Linked DNA regions of Bicyclus anynana: region 2 is linked to region 1. Evidence: chromatin contacts called from public Hi-C data. All regions are on one chromosome and are shown on one strand. The core of a region is the stretch at or near the end of the contact, and the rest is flanking DNA. Distances in the headings are between cores, read along the strand shown. Region 1 overlaps LOC112058346 (homeobox protein prospero). Region 2 has its middle 7.0 kb from the start of LOC112058384.

What was found. Hi-C and Micro-C count contacts between places; a contact is called where the count stands out from the background.
Region 2: a Hi-C map of whole body shows a contact between it and region 1, with 5 times the contacts expected there. The contact joins two enhancer-like sites. A contact is called at or near these places in 2 of 2 Hi-C or Micro-C datasets (whole body and whole larva).

Annotation. Positions count from the first base shown.
Region 1 is chr21:7,354,950-7,359,122 of ilBicAnyn1.1, forward strand. All of the region lies in intron 1 of LOC112058346 (homeobox protein prospero), which reads left to right. Among protein-coding and RNA genes, the nearest start is that of LOC128199286, 12 kb to the left of the region's middle. Within about 2 kb of position 1,907, at least 2 of the 8 cell types and tissues checked have open chromatin away from gene starts, as enhancers often do.
Region 2 is chr21:7,489,773-7,494,282 of ilBicAnyn1.1, forward strand. No RefSeq gene overlaps it. Among protein-coding and RNA genes, the nearest start is that of LOC112058384, 7.0 kb to the right of the region's middle. Within about 2 kb of position 2,074, at least 7 of the 8 cell types and tissues checked have open chromatin away from gene starts, as enhancers often do.

The DNA.
Region 1 (4,173 bases), core at 657-3,156:
GACTAACATAAAATTCATCCTCACTTTGTATGTAGGAAAAGAACCCCAATTTTTTTTTAATTTTTCATCCTACTACTTTATAGACATAATTAATACAGATACCCATACTAAATTTCAACATTCTAGTTTTAACAGACTCTGAGTAATATGTCTGGCAACTTTTACTTAACAACAGAGTTAATATGCAATTTTTGAGTTTTTTAAGTTGGTCCACTTTTATCTTTTAAATTAAAATTGTACTTAAGTATCTGTTAAAGTTTTCCTTGTAATTTCGTTGTATATGCTACTTTTGTGGTTTTTTCACGTAACCATAAATAACCGTTTAGCCGATAGAGGGTGGAGACACTTGACTCTTACAAAAATAAGCTCATGAAAGCTTAATATTTTACAAATGGATCCCTAAATCGAAAATAATTTGACAGTGTAGGTCTTTGAAAGATATGAGGGATCATATCTTTCAAAGAGCTACGCTGTCACACATATTAATCAATAATATACAGATGGAGCGTACGGTACACGACGATGTCGTAGCCGCTCCAAATACAAAGTTCAAAAAGTCATATATTCTCGAGTCGGTACGATACGAACCGTCGCATCAGTAATTTTCAATATTATTCAAGAAAAAATGGCGTATTAACTTTTTAAATCTTTTAAAAACTGTTCACAAAAGCTAAAGAAATAAGATTGAGTATTTTTTTATTAATAATTATTGATTATTAAATTAATTTACGTAATAATTGTTAGTGTTAAATTTTGAAATACAGATTCTGAAAAAAGTTTGTAGCGTTTGTCAAGGAGACGCGAAGTTTGTTTTTTTTAAGCTTTTGCATGTAAAGACTCTGGTAACTCTCTGGTAAAACAAAACTATAATCAGAATTTTCAAATATATATTTTTGGTTACCCTACCTACCAAAAACTACTAAACCAATTTTTATTAGATTTCTATTAAAATGCAGAAATTTGTATTAAATGTTTTTTGATGTAAAGCATCAATTTCATTAAAATTATATTTTATTACTAATAATTTAAAATGACATAAATTTATCAGTTTTAATTTATTTAGTATAGCGACATCTAGCGGTGAACGGAGAAACTTAGTATATAACTTTGCAGCTTACTATGTAGTTTGTTAGACTTCTTATAGATGGCGCTGCATGAAAAACTCATGCGCATGTTGCTAGTTTTACTATTATTACATAGGTGGCGCTATGGGCATACATTTTACAACTTAAATAATTTATTAAAAATGCTATTTTGAAAAGATATCTATTATTTAATAGTTCACCGATAATGATATTATAGTCTCGAACAGAATATAACGACAGATATTTATCTTGATATTATTACTATATAGAGAAACTAACAACGATTTCGAAGGCAAGTTCTGAGCAAATCCGGCAATAAGCTCAACAGATCTTTTAAAATAATCATTCTTACAATGTTTATTGTTATCAGTACATAAAATATAAATCAATATTAGATACTTGCGTAAATAAGAAAGTCTTAACTAATGACCAAAGGTTTTGTCATTCTTAGTCTTAATACTACGGTAAGAGACTCACACCGAGAAAGACGTGGGTTCGATCCTGCCGGCTGCCCGCTGAACTATGGTCGTGCCTCTCTTAACACAATCTATGCTGGGGGACTAATACTAATTGGAGGGGAACGGAATGATTATTCCTAGTTAAAATACATGACAAATTAAAAAAAAATACAAAATCATCAATTATTATAGCTTGATGTAATAAATGTGTTGGAATACATTGTTTAGTTGTGGTTATGGATAAGGTCCATAACTCTAAAAACATCATTCTCAACATGTATGAAGAAAGTAGGCGTACCGCTCAAGTAAAGGGGCGTATAGAGAACTTCTAAGATGTGGGCGGGACACAAAGAGGCTAATCTTCTAAGAAAGGAGGCGTGCGAGGGCGGCGGACTCGCGGACTATTGGCACAGGCTTTGTTGGGAAATGTATTGCCTCCTTAACAATTCTTTGTACTAGATACTTAGGATGCTTCCTCCTTATAAATGTTTAGTTGTAGCTACCTAAGATACTGAACATATCTAGTAAGCAGGCCAATAGTTTTTAAATGTAAATAACCCTCCGTTCTCGTGAGAATACGTGGATAAAATATAGCCTATGACACTCGCAAATAACGTGGCTTTTTACTGGTAAAAGAATTTTCAAAATCAGATCAGTATAGATTACCCCCTACAATACCATCTTTTGTACGTTATTTTGGCGGAACTTTAATTAAAAGGATTATTTTTGCCCGTTTTCGCCAATTTTTTAATGTTGTAACATTTAAACTCTTCAATATAGTCGCTAGTCGGACTAATATAGTCTAGCAAAAGTTTTAGTAAGGTGGCTTTCGCCTTACATTCAACGACTGACGATGGACTATAATTGGCTACTTTCGCCCTGCGATAGGGCAAATTAAGTACCTACTTGTGATACTAGGTATTACCTATACCTTTTGACGTCAATACCATAATAGACTGCATTGTCATTTAGTATCAAGTGACATTGCTGTCAAGGCCTAACTTGTACCTATGACATGTAAGGCCGCTATTTTAGACTGCATTTTACCATTAGGTGAGAATACATACAAGGGCTAACTCATCATAGATTCTTTTTAACATAAAAATGGAACCGACTTCAAAGACGTATTTCAGTTATTTTGATTTTAACACAAAATTACTAAACCGATTTCCATGAAATAAATTGGATCAATTTGAAAGTAAGTATATACAGTCAAACAAAATAATTATATACAAAATTTGTAATTAAAATGACAAAGTTTTGAGATAACAAACATAAAAAAGACTCATCGAATTTAGAACCTCCTCTTTTTTGTGAAGTGGGTTAGAAATAGTTAAATATATTCCAAGAGGGACCCCTGATGAGACCAGACGGGCAATCAGTCCTAGAACGGACTATACCACCCAATTTCCGTGTTAATATCATAAACTAAGGACTATTCCTCCAAATTTCCATGTTAGTATCCTAATGTAAGGACTATTTCACCCAATTTCCGTGGCAGTATCCTAATGTATCCTTACCTAGTAACTCGCGTTTCACCAGCGTGATTATAAAGTGGTAGCTGGTCTCCTCCTCACGTCAACCTGGACATGATAGATTTTTTTTTAATTTTCATTATCTTCAGGTGCCTATTGAGCAGACAATATATAGTTGTCATGCCTGCTACCAGTACTATATAGATTTTGCTATATAGTTTTTTTTTTCTGTATCTACCTACAATTAGTTAGCACTTGACCAAAATCTCACCTGATGGGAAGTGTTGCTGCAATCTTGGATGGAAGCGGGCTAAATTGTTCGGAGTAAGGTGAAAATCCACACCCTTTTTGGTTACTACACGACATCGTACAGTAACGCTAAATCGCTTGGCGGTACGTCTTTGTCGGTAGGGTGGTAAATAGCCACGGCCGAAGCCCCCAGTCAGACCTGGACCAATTAAGAAAACCTCAATCTCAGCCGGGGATCGAAAGGACATCCGTCTTGGAAATCTGCGCCACGGAGGCCGTCATGAATAGTGTTATATTAAAAAAAATAGTTACGTATTATAAGTATACGTAGATGCGTTACACGAACAGCCTTCACAATAGGCGCCCATGGTCGAAGCCACGCCTGCATCTTAGCACGCCCATTTCCTTCGCCCGCCTTTCATTTGACCTACTCGTACTATGCCGTTGAATGCCATTCGGCTTTGTTGATGTGATGTGAGATGACTACTAGATGACGCCGCGCGGTTTCACCCGCGTGGTTCCCGTTCCCGTTGGAATACGGACATAATATATAGCCTATAGCCTTCCTCGATAAATGGGCTATCTAACACTGAATGAATTTTCCAAATCGGAAAGTTCCTGAGATTAACGCGTTCAAACAAACAAACTCTTCAGCTTTATAATATTAGTATAGATAAAACGTATAATTCTTCATACTCTGCTGACTTCTGAGGGTTTTTAGGCTAAACAAGTTAAACCATAAAACCCACAGCAGTAACTATTCCATATATAAAAATGTAGCTACAGAAATTAAATTACATTTTTTTATATGGAATAGTTTCACGCTTGACGACGGTCTTACCTGTTCAGGCTTTCTATCATCTGGTGGGGTCATCAGGTGTAGGTATTTCATCTTAGGCCATTATA
Region 2 (4,510 bases), core at 824-3,323, 130 kb after region 1:
TATATGGATAACTCTCTCGAGTGACTAGTTAACATGAATACGAGCTCCAACACTTGTGATAGGAAATGGTATCAGGAAAAAGACCTTGTTTCGTTATAGAGCAAGGTCCCAGTGCGTCCTGTTCTATGGGAAAAGTTAAAAGGAGTTTCCTTATCTGTGTTTTAGCTCTTTCGGGTAAGGAATCGACTACAGACCTTCATTACAATATAGTGCTTTAAAATCCCTACTAATATTATAAATGCGAAAGTAACTCTGTCTGTCTGTCTGTTACCTTTTCACGACTAAACGACTGAACTGATCAAGATGAATTTTATATATATATTTATGTATAATAGTAAATGGGACCTTGGAGCAAAACATAGTTTACTTTTGGACCCTGAAATAATAATAGAAGGGGGTGAAATACGGGTTGAAAGTTTGTATAGAAAGTCCTTCATTTTAAGAGTTACAGTTTAAAAAATATGATCATAAATGAAATACGAAATATAATGTGATTCAAGAATTTTTAAAATTTAACCTCTAAAGTGGTGAAATAGGGGTTGAAAGTTTACATCGATTTCCACACAAAAGATGAACAAACAAAAATCTACGGTTTTTTAAAGTTTCCCCCGATTTTTCCAATATCCCAGCATCAGACTCTGACATGATGATATTGGGACCACCTCAGGAGTCCCTTTCAAACAAAAAAAGAAATATCCAAATCGGTTTAGGCGTCATCGAGTACCTACTTTAAGTGTGAGAGTATTTTTAGTGAAGCATTGAAGTGTCTGACAAAAGTTCTGGTCAATGTCATGATAGTCATCATTATCAACCCATATTCGGCTCACTGCTGAGCTCGAGTCCCCTCTCAGAATGAGAGGGGTTAGGCCAATAGTCCACCACGCTGACCCAACGCGGATTGGCAGACTTCACATTCGCAGAGAATTGCAGGTTTCCTCACGATGTTTTTCCTTCACCGTTTGAGACACGTGAATTTATTAAAATGCACACAACTGCAAAGTTAATGGTGCATGCCTGGCTTTATATTTTCATTAATATAATTATAAATAGCTAAGATAGACCAATTAAAAATGAATTAAGTAAAAACGTCAAATTAAAATAAGATAATAATGGAGCCCCTCGTATTTTCATTTCTCTATTGACAACAACATCAAACGTAAGTACATAATTATAACAGAATTAACGAAACATGATGTAGGTACAAAAATAAATTAAATTATTAAGAATACATTGCAAACGGTTAAGATAAAATTCATTAGTATTGATGGTGATTTCAATGTAAAAGTCAACACATTCTTGTATTTTCCCCTGGTGCTGCCCCTAGCGGATTTTTTAAAAACTTATAAAGAAATTGCTCATTCCGCGAGTGTAGTAAAAGCGCCATCTTTTGTTAGCGAGTTAAACTAGCTCGTAGATGAATATCAACAGAATAAATTTTCTCAAGGGTTTGCATAGAGACCTCTCAGAAGTTTAAATACTCTCCGTTAGGGGACACAACGGTGTAAAAATCATAAAATCATAAATGTGTGAAAATCGTAAATACTTATTACGACTTATTGTATAGGGCGTCGTATTGAGATTAAAGGCCCATTAAAATAATGCATATGTTAGCTAAAATTTTATGGTTTATATGTTAAGTATATTGAATGTTTGACAAAATACAAAAATCACTACCTTCCTTCTTCACCTTCGGTGCAATTTAGAAAATAGATAGGTAATTATTTTTGAATAGTTGTTCCACATAATGAAAGTTAAATTTTTTGTACTTACCTACTGCAAAGAAAATTTTGACTTGAATACTATACGTATAGCTTTAAAATTGCTTCCATAGTGGGGTGTCATTCCAAAAAAATTAATGTACGAAAGTCGGGGGATACAGTTTGCTATTGTAGCTACGTACCTAATAGAAGTTCGCGCGATGAATAGATACTCGTAGGTACCTGTGCATGAAAATTTTCAGTACGGAGCAGATAAATCAAGACTAGCGGGAAACATTAGGTGTTAATGCTGCTACATTTTCTACAATTGCACGTTGGTGTGATGAGTTTAAGCGAGGAAGATCTTCCACCAATGTCGATCCACGCTCGGGACGCCCTATGCCAGCAGTAGGTACCAAAAGAAATAGATAAGAAATACATGTGTATAGGACGAGATGGTCAAATAAAATCCGATATCTTGGACTCAACTGTATTGGTGGTAAATAACAAACAGAGACGCGTCTAACAGTGTCCAGTTAATAGGCCAGAATGAAATTATCAATTTATGACTTGCAAAAAATACCAATAACCCCTGTCCAGAGACTTTACGCTGACGTGCAACTGCGTGATTGCTCCATTATTTAAAACAGGCGTTTCGGTCGTAGACAACATGTTATCAAATCGTCGTACCTATTACTGTTTGTTTTATAGCTGATAAAGTAAAGATTTCGACAGGGAGTGTCCATAATAACACGAATTGAATTGAATTATTTAGGTATGAAAAAAGTATCAACGCGCTGGGTGCCTAGAATGCTTTGTTCGTCGCCAAGGAAGGCCACGATCTCGGGTCACAACTGAAAGGCAGGATCGATTCATCGTGACGACCAGCTTGAGAAATCGTCACCTTACTGTACCTTCACGGTTTGATCTGGACAAAGACTTTTTTCGAAAAAGAATTTTATATTTAGGAAAAAGATATGCCAATTGTATAGGTACCTACTCCTAAGGCTACCAGTCCACTGAGAGCTGAGAAACGGAGAAATTTTTAAGGGACAGGGACTTGCGAGCTAGTTTAAAATTCATATAAAACCGGCATGCGGAGCGGGGAAATGGAACGGGGTTAAATAAATTAAATTTAACATTTATTTATTTATTTTAAGTCTGCAACTCCGCTCCGCATCCTCGCTCCGCTTCGATGGACATACACAATTTGTAACTCCGCTCTGCATTAGTCCGTTTCTCCGCTACGCTCCCTCGCTCCGCTTTGATGGATAGGCAGCCTTAAAGGTGACGTTGAAATATAAAATATCATTCAATAAAAGATAACTGCATGTTAGTCATTCTCACTAGGTACTTAATGAACACCGTAGTAGTTCTCTCCTATAAAAAAAAACAAATTATCTTCTATGTACCTAACTACATACACAATTGGACCTGCTACATTTATTATAAGTAGGTATAGATAGAAATAGATACATAAAAAAAGAACTTTTTTGTCTGGGTGCAATCCCTTACTTAGATACGTACGACCACTATAAAGAAACCTAAGCCTTTATGTTTATTTTTTTTTTACTTACTACAAAGATAAATAAATAGATAGATAGAGATTCTTCCACAAACACGGCGATACTCGTACGTCTATATCTCAAACAGGCTTCCTTTTTTAACCGACTTCAAAAAAGTAGGAGGTTCTCAATTCGTCTGTATGTTTTTTGTTTTGTTAATTATTTCATTCATTCATTCACAACCCATATTCGCCTCATTGTTGAACACGAGTCTCCTCTCAGAATGAGAGGGGTTAGGCTCTAGTCCACCACCAGACTTCACATACGTAGAGAATTGAGAAAAATATCAGGTATGCAGGTTTCCTCACGATGTTTTTCCTTCACCGTTTGAGACACGTGATTAATTTCTTAAAATGCATATACTTACTTAACTGAAAATTTAAAAGTGCATGCCCTTTTCCGGATTCGAAACCACGGCCTCCGAATCGAAGGCAGAGGTCATTACCACTAGGCTACCACGACTCTTAATACCTAATAATAGTTAATTAATACGCATAAAATGAATATCCACCTATCTAACAGCGTTCCAATATTTAACACTCAGGTTAGTCACTCAGCAATCACGCACCCACAACCCTAAATCAATTATGATGCTAATTGTATTCAAGTTGTCTCGTCACTCAAGTGCTTACCGTGTTCTCGTATCTTGACTTCTTGAGACGTAAGGACCCACGGACTTATATTTATCTAGATACCGCTGATTCGATTATGGAATTAAACTGTATTCTTTTTTCTATGCTTACAATGAATGACCTAATGGTATTTTTTATTAAGTAACTAAAAGTTACCTCCAAGAACTGAGCATCAAACAGCGTCTTTCTTCCATAGTCCAATGTCGAATACTGACTTTCTTTGGTCATATTACACGAAGAGATTACATGTCCATAGAGAGACTTGACTGAACTCAGGAATGAGGAGATCCGCAGACGAACCAAAGTCACTGACATAGCTCAGCGAGTCGCGAAGCTGAAGTGGCAATGGGCGGGCCACACAGTTCGAAGAGCCGATGGACGTTGGGGTCCCAAGGTGCTGGAATGGCAACCCCGCACCGGAAAGCGCAGTGTAGGGCGAGGGCACTAGGTGGACCGAGGATATCAAGCGGGTTGCAGGGAGCCGCTGGATGCTGGCGGCTCGAGATCGTTGTGCTTGGAGGTCCATGCAAGAGGCCTATGTCCAGCAGTGGACGTCTATCGGCTGATAAGGTAAGGTAAGGTAAGAGAGACTTCTGGTGCAAAGAAAGATGGAGGG